Linked DNA regions of Sus scrofa: region 2 is linked to region 1. A link is a contact called in public HiChIP or PLAC-seq data. All regions are on one chromosome and are shown on one strand. The core of a region is the stretch at or near the end of the contact, and the rest is flanking DNA. Distances in the headings are between cores, read along the strand shown. Region 1 overlaps LOC110259978 (a long non-coding RNA gene). Region 2 has its middle 73 kb from the start of INPP4A.

Region 1 (6,833 bases), core at 1,511-4,010:
ACATGGGAAGGCCTGGTTGACACAGCCTTACCTCCAGGGTAAGACCTTGCACTGCTGTCCCTCTATGCTATTCCCAAGAAGAACCAGAGGCGAGTCACTCTCTCAGTGTGTCCCCTTGGTCAGCATTTTTAAGTTCACAAAGCAAATTGCTACCAAAAAACATTTTAGAGGATTTTGACAAAATTAATTTTACTAAGCGCTCCATGAAGATGGTCTGGGAATATTTTATTGATAATTCTATGCCCCCAGATTTTATACTCAGATGGTATTCTTGATTTTTTATACCATTTCTACCTTTCCAAACTCCTTCTAGAGAGGCTAACTTGAATAAAGTTGAATGGAGTGTTCAAAATTCTGGAAGATTCTTTTCCCTGAAGAGTTACTTTAGCTCTCAGTTCCATTTGTTTCTGTTGTGAGCCACACAGGAAGTCCAATTCCATTTGTTTCTGAAGCGATGATATTACCAGTTCCATCTGAGACACTAATATTAGAATACGCATTTACAAAAGAGAACTGTCCATTCTCTCTTCTCCATCTTATTTTTTTCCTTTTTTTTTTTTTTTACTGCTGCACCTGCGGCATATGGAGATTCCCAGGCTAGGGGCTGAATCAGAGCTGCAGCTGCTAGCCTATGCCACAGTCACCACAACATTGGGTCCAGTCCCCATCTGCAACCTACACTGCAGCTTGTGGCAATACTGGATCCTTAACCCACTGAGTGAGGCCAGGGATAGAACCCACATCCTCACAGACACTGTGTCGGGTTCTTGACCCAATGAGCTGCAATGGGAACTCCTCCGTCTTATCTTAAGCCTTGTGATTTTGACGCTGGACCAATGTAACATTTAAAATAGGAAGCAAGGAGTTCCCGTCGTGGTGCAGTGGTTAACGAATCCGACTAGGAACCATGAGGTTGCGGGTTCGGTCCCTGCCCTTGCTCAGTGGGTTAACGATCCGGCGTTGCCGTGAGCTGTGGTGTAGGTTGCAGACGCGGCTTGGATCCCGCGTTGCTGTGGCTCTGGCGTAGGCCGGTGGCTACAGCTCCGATTGGACCCCTAGCCTGGGAACCTCCATATGCCGTGGGAGCGGCCCAAGAAATAGCAACAACAATAACAACAACAAAAAAGACAAAAGACAAAAAAATAAAATAAAATAAAATAAAATAGGAAGCAAAATCAAAGCAATGAGCAAATGTTTGCTAAGGGCCTCTGGTAGAGGTATGTAGATGGGATGTACAGTAGCAGTGATCAAATATTTGTTGGATGGTCATAAGACACATTGTTTTTTCTTCCAGGAAAAAAAGCACAGCAACTTTCTAGCTGGTGTTAGTGACAGAAGGACGCCTCTCACCTTGAGTAATTTATTATAACGTTGCTTTCTATTCAGCAATCTTCAGTATTTTCCTCTTTCCAAAGCCTGAGATCCAAACTCTCCTGCAGAGGGTTCAGAACCTGCCATGTTTCCCATGATGCTCCTCTTTACTCCCCCTGCCTGGGTACCATGAACGCTGTGTGACACAAACTCTCTTTGTGTCTCTGCTCCTCCTTCTCTTGTAATGCTTGTTTCCTTTTCCTCAATATCTGCCCAAACCCTACACCCATTCTTTAAGGCTCAGAGAAAAGTTCTCCTTCATCCTGTCAAAGAATGCAGGCAGTGGCTCCCGTGTGCCTCCCACACAGTGGTGAGTAAGTGGTCCCCAACCTCAGGCACTGTAACAGCTGAGTGGACAAGGCAGATAAATCATCAGACAATTATATTGGTGCTGCCCAGCTTTTTTCACTAAATAAAACACAGTGAAAATGCTCATATTCAAAAAGTAGCATTCTGCTTTTCTTTACATTCATATGGATTTTAGGAAATGAGTGCTTTTTCTCCCTGGAGAAATAACCTACAGACAAAAAAAGAAGTAGCACTACATTGAGAAATCTGCAAATCCCAAAAGTCATCAGCTCGAAGACAACCCCCAGGAATAAGGAAGAAAATAAGTGTCACCAGAGACCAGCCAAGTACATGTAAGGACAGCAAGCTGGAGTGATGACCGTTTCAATGACACCGACCCTGACAGTAGGTACCCTTTCTCCCTCTGCCCCCACTGGCACTTAAAGGGGTGATTTTCGGTCTATGGTCAGAGAACTATTCAAGTGAGGAGTTCCCACTGTGGTGCCACGGGATATGTGGCATCTTGGGAGTGCTGGGACACAGGTTCACTCCCCCGCCCAGCACAGTGGGTTAAGGATCTGGCGTTGAGGCATCTATGGCTTAGGTCACAACTGGGGCTCAAATCTGTTCCCAGGTCTGGGAACGCCATACAGTACGGGGCAGCCAAAAAAAAAAAAAAAAAAAAAAAAAACCTCTTCAAATGACACAAATTGCTTTGAGGAGAGGTACCAGGAGAAAAGTTCAGTAAGAATAAGAATTGTGGAGTTCCCGTCATGGCTCCGTGCAAATGAATCTGACTAGTATCCATGAGGATGCAGGTTCGATCCCTGGCCTTGCTCAGTGGGTTAGGGATCTGGTGGTGTGTGGTGTAGGTCGCAGACATGGTTGGATCTGGCATTGCTGTGGCTGTGGTGTAGGCTGGCAGCTGTAGCTCTGATTTAACCCCTAGCCTGGGAAACTCCATATGCTGAGGGAGTGGCCCTAAAAAGACAAAAAAAAAAAAAAAAAAAAAAAAAAAGAATAAGAATCACAGTGCCCCCAGGCTGCAGGCCGTAGGAGGGTTTAAGCTTCCCCAGATCTGACCCAACCAATCCAAAGGCTAAGAGGCACTGAAGCTTGCCCTTCCTCTTGGAAGCTCAGGGCAATGCTACAGTGCAATAAATCACCTCTAAGAGTAGGAACAACATCACTATTTGAAAGAAAAGACTTCTCTTTCCTAGTGACAGTATTGTGATGGGACATGTGAACAGTTTCGCTTAAGAGTAATGTGAATGTAAAAGGTGTTTTCTAGAGTTTTAGTCCCACCAGAATGGAAAGATCTGATAGGCTCCATTCCCTCTTGTTTCCAGAAAGCTTTGGTTTCACTTTCAAGAATGCCTAACTATTTTATTCTGACACAGGTTTGGTTATTTACCCATTGTCTCCAGCTTCCTGTGCTGCTGCGTTTCTATCCTCTGCTGTGTGATGCTGGAGCTGGGAGCAAGCTAGCTACAGTTGCTTGGCTTCCTGGAGCGGGCTTTCTGTTAGTATCTGCCAATAGGAAGCAATGGCTGGAGATTAGAAGGCAGAGGAAGGAGAGAAGCTTCCTGCTTCTGCCTCTAACACTGTGGCAGTTGCTGGAAGTTACTGGCAACAGCAAGTTGTTACTGCAACAAGGCACAGCTGCAAGAGCAGTGGGCGTGGCATGATTCCAGTGTCTATCCACCCAGGCTAAGGCAGCGTCTTTTCGGGGCTCCAGACCAATAGCAACAGTTCTCCAATAGTGCAGCAGCAGATGCAAGCTCCAGGGGTCCACCTGGAGGGGGGGAGGGGCACCAGCAGCCTCTCTGATCCTTGGGTATCCATCCTCTTTGCTTTTTCTGCCCCTTCTTTTTTCATTCAGCCCTTCCAACAATTTGCAATCAATCTCCTGTGTGATAGTCCCTCCATCCAAAATACCCAGAATAGTTTTCTTATCTTTTTTCATTTCTTTTTTTGGCTGCCCCACGACATATGGAATTCCCGGGACCAGGCATCAGATCCCAGCTGCAGGTGCAACCCACACTACAGCTGTGGCAATGCCAGATCCCTAACCTACTGTGCCCAGCTGGGGATTGAACCTGCAACTCAGTGCTCCAGAGATGCTGCCAATCCCATTGTGCCACAGCAGGAACCCCTTCCCTTTGCTTCCCTTCCTTCTATTGTTCTTTTCTTTTTTCTTTCCTTTTCCCTGTCTGGTCCCTGGCTAATACAGACACTTACTTGTAGGGTTGTGCTCAGTTGTTCCAAAAGAGGGTTAAGAAATACTAGGGCTTGGAAAAAAATGACACAGATTATATTATCCTGGCACCCCCTAACTCCCAGTAGTCTAATATGTGGCAGTCATTGTCATGGGTGTATTATTTAAGTAAATGTTTTTGATCCTGTTTTTGTTTGTTTGTTTGTTTTTTGTTTTTTGTCCTTTCTAGGGCCGCTTCCCGCGGCATATGGACGTTCCCAGGCTAGGGGTCTAATTGGAGCTATAGCCGCTGGCCGATGCCAGAGCCACAGCAACTCGGGATCCGAGCCGAGTCTGCAACCTACACCACAGCTCACGGCAATGCTGGATCCTTAACCCACTGAGCAAGAACAGGGATCGAACCCACCTCATGGTTCCTAGTTGGATTCATTAACCACTGCACCATGACGGGAACTCCTGATCCTGTTTGAAACGTATTGATGGAGTAGCACAGTTGATCTGCTCAAATTGGTTTCATGCATGGGTGTATTTCAGATGCAGGGCTGTGGATCCAGCATCTTTTCAAGTATCACATTCACAAAGGAAGAAAAAAAAAATTCCCAAGGCTCTGCGATTCTCTGGCACACAGTTCTCATCCATCCTGCCTTTGGAGTATACATTGAATAGAATGAAACCAGTGAGTTGGGTTTAACAGTGTGGCTAAGTCATTTAGAAGGAAAGCCTCCTGAACTTCCTACTACGTGGCACTACTGAGGGCATCTGTTCCCAGTTAGGTAGTTGAATTCCCTTTTGGGATTGTCTTGAAAACACTTTTTTTTTTTTTTTTTTTTGCAGTGTCCTATACACATATATAAACACCATTGGCCACAACACTTCAGTGTGGTAAGGTCTTATGATTCCATAATCATGTAACCACACAGCCTGGCTTTTGTCTGAACAAACTGATAGTTGCATCTACCCAACAGTGTGAACATGAATGAATAGGAAAGGCATTTAAAGGCTTTTTTTTTTTTTTTTTTTTTTTTTTTGCTGCATCCTTGGCATGCAGAAGTTCCCAGGCCAGGGATTGAACCCAAACCACAGCAGTGACAATACTGGATCCTTAATCACTAGGCCACCAGGGAACTCCCAGAAAGTCATCTTTCAACGATTCTCTCACAAAGAGATGAGTAAGGTATGGGGAGAAACTGTGAAAAAGAGAGAATAATTTAGCCCTTGGGGTTCCTACTGTGGCACAATGGGATTGATGGTGTCTTGGGAGCACTGGGACGCAGGTTCGATCCCTTGCCCAGCACAGTGGGTTAAGAATCCAATGTTGTTGCTACAGCTGTGGCTTAGGTTGCAATTACAGCTCGGATCTGATTCCTGGCCCAGGAACTGCACATGCCAAGGGGCAGCCAAAAAAGGAAAAAATGATAATGTATCTCTCTGCTGCCCTTCATCTGGATAAACCTTTGTGTCCACCTAGAGTTAAAAATTAAATGTAGTAGCTGGTTCTATTTGAATTCTCCCATTAATTTCCTGGACTTCCTGTACCTTGTCTGTTACACAACAGAAATACTGTGTACATGGTGTCTGAAACACTCTGCAGCTAACAAAGAGTTAATAAGCTCTTACCTCCATGGTTCTAGTTCAACTACAGCCTCTAGACCAAAAGGATAGATCTCACTGTTTATCAAGTAAAATGGGAAGGCTTCTTTTGCCTCTCTGGGAGTCATTTTTTAAAAGCTGGGAAGAAGCTCCTGAGGCATTTCTTCTTGAAGCCTTTACAATTGAAAAAAACAACGCCACTGGAGCCAGTAGCCAAGAAACCAGAATCAGCATTTATCCACACTCATAAATGATGCAAGTTTGATTGTTCATGCATGGAGGGGACCACAGCAGAAAAGAATGAAAGATGCTGTGTTTGATTTCATAGTTCCTAGAAGTTGATTGCTCTAGGTATAGCCCCACCAACAACTACTCCCCATCAAAGTGACAAAAGGAAAAGATTCGCTTCCAGTTTGTACCCTGCTTTTAGGTCAGACATCACACCTAGGAGCCTTCCCCACCCTGAGAGTCTGATTGAGGGTCTCATCCTATCACCTGTCCTGGTACCATGAACTTATGGCATTGTCCTGTGATCTAATCCCTTACCCACCTCTCCCATGAGTCTATGAGCACCCCGTGGATAGGCACTGACTACCTCAGCACATCGTAGGCACTCAGAATATGTTTGTGCAAACAATAGCCACCATGTTGCAGTTTTGTTGGGAACAGAATACAGAGTGGTGTAGTAACAGGTGGAATTTCTTGCCTAAGTACTTCTTGCCTAAGAACCCCACCCCCACCCCCAACCCCGGCTTCCCCTGATTGTGTGAATTTAACAGCCAGGAAAAGATGGAAAGAGAAGCTACAGTAGAGCAGACCCAACAAGGGAATAACAGAGATAGAGAATCACCATGGAAAAGATAAAAAGGAGACAAACTAGGTGGAACTCAGTAGGGTCTGGCACACCTTTGATTTTTTATGAAACAAGTCCCATGGATGTAGTTGGAAAATCCAGGATGGTGTACTCTGCAAAGTGAGGGTGAATGATCAGTCCCTTCCAGCCCATACCCTGGCATTGATCCCATGCTATTCCAATTTCTTAGGACAACGAACTGAAGTCCAGACTTTCCAAAACTAAAATGTGACTGGTTTGTGACAAGTTTAAATGTATCACCAGATTCTTCCAAAACCTGCTCTTCTGCTGCCAGATGGGGTAGCCACAACCTATCAAGAAAGCCCCCAAAGGAAGGCAGTTGTGTTTCTCCTGCTTTTTGTCTTTTGTTGCCAGTAGGCCACAACCCTTGTCCAGAGGGAATTTGCCGTCTTCCTGAATAAGCCCATTGAGTGGGTAGTTGAAGCTTGTCCTTTGCAGCTTTCCTTTCTCTCTGATATATGCCTCTGCTTATAGAATACTGGTGAATGCTTT
Region 2 (6,833 bases), core at 3,056-5,555, 280 kb after region 1:
CATGATGGGAACTCTCCAGATCTGGGTTTGTAAATGTCATTCTCCACTGAAATGAACCTGGACTCTGGAGAAATGTCTGCAAGTACAAGCTGAGTCCTGAAGGTTTTGCCCCAGAAAGCAAAGAAGTTCATGGAGAATGATAAGGACATGTCAAAAGGACGTAAGAGCCAGCTGGAAGGGGATCCTGAAGGCCAAGTCTGGGACAACTGAAGCAACAAAATGAATAATGAGCATACCAAACCATAATCTATTGCATAAAGCAGGAATTCATGAGTACAGTGACATAAATCAAAGGGGAAATGAGGGAGAAAGTAAAGTTCTTCCTTTTAGTACAATTCCAACCACTAAGTGTAGACAGAAATGTGGAATTAGAAAATCACCATCTGTCACCTATCATAACTATCTGGGGAAGAATCATCAATGGATTCTGAAACTAGTCCGTGAAAAGTATGAGGAGGAGCAGTATAGTTACACAGTCTCAAGTGCTCTTACTATGAGATACATATTATTGACAAAGGGAAAAAAGGTAACTTTCCCTGAGGGAGCCTGGCAGACATCACCTTAATCATGTGATCAAAGTTAGGCCAGTGAATGGACTCATTGACAGTCTGTGCCCCACTGTGGGACAGCCTGGGACAGCTGCGGTATCATCCTGTGCTAGACCTGCCAAAAGTGCATAATGCGAAACTGAGCAGGAGGAAACCGCAGGCACACCCAAGGAGAGAGACATTATCCAAAACACAGGCAGCTGTCTTCAAAAATGTCAATGCCAAAGTCATGAGATACATAGGCTGACCCTCAAGAATTGTTCCAGAATAAAGGAGACTCAAGAGACAGTTTGATTCTAATGCAACACATAATCTTGGATTTCCTTTTGCTCTGAAGGGGCTACAGGTAAGATGTGAAAAAGACCTGCAGATTAGAGTGTTGTATCAACATTTCCTGTTCCTGATTTTTAATAATCATACTGCTGTTGTGTAAGAAAATGTCCTGGTTTTCATGAAATATACAACAAAGTATTTAGAGGTCAAAGTGTATCAAGTCTGCAACCTACCATTAACCTTTGCAGAGAAAAGTCATCACACACACAAATAGGAGCGAGGATAAAGCAAATGTCAACATGTGGGTAAAGACTATCTGGAAACTCTTTGGATTATTCTTGCAACTTTTCAATGAATCTGAAATAGTATCAAAAAATATTTTGAGAGCTAGGTATGCATATCCATAGAAATAGAGGTAAATTCCTATAGATTAAGTTCACAATGGCACTTTCCTTAAAAGCACAGAGACAAAATGAAGCAGGTCTGCCCTGCCTGGTATTAATACTGGTTTCCCCTGAATTTGCTCTCCTCACAGAGCTTCTGTTCCAGCACCCTGAAAAAGGCTGTTTTGCGGGATCTCTCAAGACTAGCTCATCAATCAAGCTTCACAGAAGAAGCAAAGACATAATCAAGCCTTCTTCACTGCAGATTTGTGCAGTTCTTCCCTTGGTGAAAGCCAAAGCATCCTGACACACTGAGTAGCTGATGATGGAATACATAATCCATACAGGAGTTTTTCACAAGAAACTAGGATAATATGGCCTTGGTCCAAAGTCTCCCCCCTAGTCTGTCTTACTATGGGTGGTGGGGGTCAGCTGGTCCCACACGTTTTCGTAACATTCCTCTGGTGCATTTGTAGATTTGCTTGGCTGAGGAGAATGCTCCCAGGTAGGTAGCTGGCTAAAGGGACTTGAAGGGTCAATAATTTCGTCATACACATCCTGTCTCTCTCTGGCTTTACAGCTTACAACTTCTCACGTATATTATTTTATTTCATCCTTTCCTTTAAAGTGATTTATAGAAAAAATATTAATGGCAGGGAGTTCCCATCATGGCTCAGTGGAAACGAATCAAACTAGCATTCATGAGGATGCAGGTTCGATCCCTGGCCTTGCTCAGTGCGTTAAATGATCCAGTGTTGCCCATGAGCTGTGGTGTAGGTCACAGATGAGGCTCAAGTTGCTGTGGCTGTGGTGTAGGCCGGCAGCTGTAGCTCTGATTCGACCCCCACCAGGGAACTTCCATATGTCTCAGGTGAGGCCTTAAAGCAAAACAAAACTAATGGCGGGAGTTCTCTGGTAGCCTAGCAGCCAAGGATCTGGTATGTCATTGCTGTGGCTCAGGTCACTGCTGTGGTGCAGGTTCAATCCCTGGCCAGGAACTCCTGTATCCCACAGGTGCAATAAAACAAAATATAAAACAAAAAATTAATGGCATTCAGTTTAACAGCAATACAAGAAAATATCCAGTTTCCAAAAGCAATGAGATATACTGTCTACTCCTGACTTTGAATCTAGCTGGGAGAAAGGACTTGTACCTGAGCAGATAAACACACTGAGATATCATAAGCCTTATGAAAAATAGGTAAGTAGCCTGTAGAATTAGCACAACTAATTCTACCACTGAACTCAATAGAAACAAAGGCTCTGCTTCCTCTTTGAATTTGTCCAGCATTCATTCCTTTAAGCCTTGTCCTCAGAGCAAACCCTCCCTGTAGCTGTAACTTTGGCTTATTACTTCAGAGGCTTGCTGACAAGACACCACAGAAACAAGGCCTTGTGGGCTCCATGGAAATGCCACATCACCCCTGGGACAGCTTCATGGTCTTCTGACACCAACCCTCCTACAGACCAATCACACTGATCTTCCCACGTGGGACCAACTTCCTTCAAAGAAACCAGTGAACTGAATCTTCCAGGAGTAAACATTTCAGCAAAGAACCCCCAAAACAAAGGCCCTAGCCTACATCCAAAGACAAAAAGTCCTGTTAGCCTGTTTTCCCAAAGACAAATTGGGTTTCATCCAAGGACAACCTATAGCTATTCTATGTTACCAACGCCAATCGCATCTAGATTCCAAAACAAACTCTGGAAAGCAAGTTCAGTTCTCACCTGCCAGAGATGAGAAAATAGAGAGCCAAAGTTAGCAACTGGCAGATGCAGAATTCACATCCTAGTCAGCCTGTTCAGTCTCCAACCCCACGGCCTGCCCTCAGTCCACACAATCTACTGAACAGAGATGAATCAGGCAGAATTTCACCGCAAAATTCAAACCACCTCCCCATCCCCTATTCCTTTGGTTTAGAGGCCCTAAGGGGCAGGTGGGAAATCAAATTCGCCTCTAATGCACTGCCCCAACCCAAAACACATTCAGTGGCAAAGCCAAAGACAAGAAGATGGGCTTTACAACTGCCCATACTTTTTTCTTACCCAGAGGACTATTTTCATGATCTGTCATTATGGATAAACTCGGAGCAGGAGGAACACATCATTATGTAATGTCAGAGGGCAGGCGACAAGGGGAGGGAGAGCAAAGCTCATCACCACTCCCTTCGCCCACAAAGACATAAATTAACCGTTGACGTTTTAAGTGTTTCAATCTTCTATGGCCTGCACATTCATGACTAGCTTTGCAAGAGAGGGTCTCAGATCCCTGAGGTTTCTCAGGCCTCAATTCCTTGACTAGCAAAGCCATAAAGAAACAAAATGTCAACAGCAAAGATGGCAGAAATGTTGTCAGGGGCTGTGGGCCGGCATTAAAGGGAAGAGTTTGAAGCATGGGGACCCAGGTGCATGTTTATTTTTACCCGGTTCTGTTTACACTCGAAACACCGCGAGGCCTTCAGCGTCTGGAGTCACTAGATCCAGCCCTGGAGACGCACCAAGACCAGCGCTGCGTCCCGCATCCCGGCTCCCCGCCGCCCGCGCCAGCACCGCACTCCCCTCAGCCCGAGGCGCCCGGGGCGTCATCCAGCTAGGGATCGCCAGGGTCGGGCTGTTCCCCGAGACGCCACCACCGGGGAACCGCTAGGCTGCACGATTTCCATGACAACCGCGGCGCCGTCCGCGTCCCGCGCGCCGGGTGTCTGGATGCGCGCCGCGCCCCGTTCCGCCCGAGAAGCATCCCGGTCCCCGGAGGCTCGTAGCCGCCGGTTCGGCCCCCCTCCCTCGCACCCGGCCCGGCCCGGTCCGGAGCACCTACCTGGCGCGTCCCGGCCCGCGGCGCCCACGCCCTGCCGCCCCGCCGTTCTCGGTCCCGCCGGGCCGCGCGCTCGAGTCCCGCAGCAGCAGCGCCGTCGCTCGGTCGCCACGTCGTGGACGGCGGCCTGGCTCCAAATACTGGTCCTCCTACCCCAGCCCGCGGCGCCCAGCCTAGCCGCGAACCCGTCGCCCGCGCTGCAGCCCCAGAGCCGCTGCTGCCGCCCCAGACCCGCTGCTGCCGCCGCCGCCACCGCCGCTGCTACCGCTCTGGAGGCCACGCCAGCCCCGCCCCGGCCCCGCCCCCTCACCGCGCATGCGCGTTCCTTGGGCCGCCCCCACGCCCGATCCCGGCCACCCCCACCCAGCTGGTCCTCCTCCGCGGCGGCTCACGCTGACTTCTCCCGCGTTCCTCTAACACCCACTTTCAGCTGTGACCGAATCGCCTGCAAAGAGTTCTTGAACTTCTGACTTAATAAGATCGTGGCATTTTCGCCATCACATATACTGAGGCTTCTAAGGCCCGGATGCATCCCCGAGGAAGAAGGCTGCTGGGAAAAGCGGCGAACAGGGAACTGCTCTGGCCATGTGTACCGGTGTCTGCGCGACTCCCTTGGGGCGGTCTTACACACTACCTTGGCAATGTTTAGGGGAACTAAACATTCAACCCAGAAACAAGCAAAAATTAAAATCGTACTTTAAAGATACAGATGAACAAAAAGAAGAGAGAAACCGCTACCCTCTCAGGCTGTCCTGGCATATTGTATAAAATCTACTTTGATAGACTCTCAAATATCAGCTCCTTAAACTTCCCTCCCAAAGTCCTATTTTTCCATAGAGGGGGAGAAACAGAATAGTCAGAAGTTTTGGAAGAAAAACTTCACTTTAATATGAAGGTTTAATAAACCTTAATATTTGTGCTTGAGCAAGGGTAAATACTGGGCTGAATATAACATTTACCTTCAGGTCTTTAAACTTTATCAGAAAAAAAAGTTCTCAAAATTTTTTAAATGTAAACGATTTTAATTGAGTAAACCAGAACATTTCTCAGTCGGACCTTACATCCTTCAGGTATAAAAACAGGCATTTATGATTTACTTTAAGAAGAAAAGACATTCACTAGTTAGAAATGAAACTTAAAAATTCTCTAATATCATAGAAATAAATTCGAGCTTCCCCACGTCATCAAAAACCAACAACGGTCTGCAATAAAAACAAGTAAATATAAAACTTTTTAAACTTTAATTTTTTTTTCTGACTTTTTATTTTATTCCTATGAGAAGTAATTTACTAACGGAACCATTTTTATTATTTCCTCAGATAAATGGAAAGAAATATTAACAGAAATAAGCCCAGTATAAAATTAAAGCCAAGAAAATCAAACTGGAAATGTGGAAATGTTTTTATAGTTTATTTTCTAAAATTAGAATGACCAACATACCTGGTTTAGCTGGGGCAAGCCCAGTTTACATCTTTTACTCAGCAAAATTATCAGTAGGGTCCCCTTCCAGTCTCAAAAGTGTTTTCAGAAATATTCAGACAATACATTTTATGGCCATGCTAACTTTAATCAAGCCATGAGAATTTTTAAATCATTAGTTTTAAATTTAAATTCACAAACATTTAAAAATAGGCAGTCTAAGTTCAACTGTTCATTTAGCATAGTAACAAACAGTGAATTAAGATCAGGCTTCCAATAACATTTGTACTTTACTGCTGTGTGATTCAGGATAATCTTACAAAGATTAATCATATTTTCAGTGTGACAAGGAACAAGCCCCAATTTCACCGCAGAGTGAACATTATCAAGAGAAAAAGGAGCAAATTTTGTTAGTAAATATGGTGCTATGCATTCCCCAGGCATCACAACATGAAAGAAGAAAGTATCCTAGAGGTGTGCCTGTGGGAAAATATATGCATCCTTTAGCTACTCTCAACATGTGGTACCCGAATAGCAGCACTAATGTCCTTTCAGAACTTGCTAGAAAAGCAAATTCCCCAAATGTTGACTTACTAGATGTGCTGAATCAGACACTCAAAGTGGGCCCAAGCAATTTGTATTTTAATAAGCCCTCCGGGGATTCTGATAAACCTGTGAAACTAGATAACCTATATACAATAAGTAAGCTGATTGAGATAAGCTATATTTTGATAATTAAGAGCTGAGTGCTATTTTGGGGACTAGAACCAACAAACATGAGAATTTCTTTTGGGGGCCATCAAATACGACATATTTATGTTTACATGTGTTTTCACTAGAGAATATATGGAGTCTTGAAAATCAACAGCCCTGCTGCCACAGCAGCTGTAAAAACCATAGCCTCACAGCCACTGCAAGGGCAAAAAAGGATTTGGAGTACTTCATAAAGCCCTATCCCCAGAGAATTGTCACTATTTGACTGGTCTGGCAGCTTGCTAGAAAAGCTCCATTCTCAGGGCTTGTCTTTAATTGACCTGACTCAGTGCTTATTTTGGTGCACATGGCCCTATCCACAGGGCATTTGCTGAAAGCAATCAGTAGTAATTATTAGTAGTGCAGGTGCCTAAGGTGGTAATATGAGGTGGAGCTAGAAAGAAGTGAGCCAATTAACCTGAAAGAATGAGGAAGATGTACATGGGGGAACTTTGGAAAGATTTGACACATTTCTGGGACTCTAAAGGGTTACACACATGTACAACTGCGCATATGTACAAGAAAGACTTAAGAAGGCCATACTCTCACTTCTGACTGACCTTGAGGCTTTGAGCAAACAAGAAATGAAGGCTAAGGCAGAGTTTTAAATTGCTTGCCTGAGTAATGCAGACATGCCTCAAC

Evidence for each region. HiChIP or PLAC-seq counts read pairs in DNA pulled down with a chosen protein or histone mark.
Region 2: an H3K27ac HiChIP or PLAC-seq map of alveolar macrophages shows a contact between it and region 1. The contact joins two enhancer-like sites. A contact is called at or near these places in 1 of 5 promoter capture datasets (fetal liver), 2 of 47 Hi-C or Micro-C datasets (fetal liver and psoas muscle) and 1 of 2 datasets of contacts at active chromatin or transcription factors (alveolar macrophages).

The regions. Positions count from the first base shown.
Region 1 is chr3:55,551,636-55,558,468 of Sscrofa11.1, forward strand. It overlaps LOC110259978 (a long non-coding RNA gene), which reads left to right. Exons shown (of 5, transcript XR_002342531.1): 4 at 1,856-2,064; 5 at 3,060-3,658. Among named protein-coding and RNA genes, the nearest start is that of MGAT4A, 9.9 kb to the right of the region's middle. Within about 2 kb of position 2,761, at least 38 of the 83 cell types and tissues checked have an H3K27ac peak or open chromatin away from gene starts, as enhancers often do. A contact at or near this core is called in alveolar macrophages and fetal liver, where this site is marked.
Region 2 is chr3:55,830,081-55,836,913 of Sscrofa11.1, forward strand. No RefSeq gene overlaps it. Among named protein-coding and RNA genes, the nearest start is that of INPP4A, 73 kb to the left of the region's middle. Within about 2 kb of position 4,306, at least 60 of the 83 cell types and tissues checked have an H3K27ac peak or open chromatin away from gene starts, as enhancers often do. A contact at or near this core is called in alveolar macrophages and fetal liver, where this site is marked.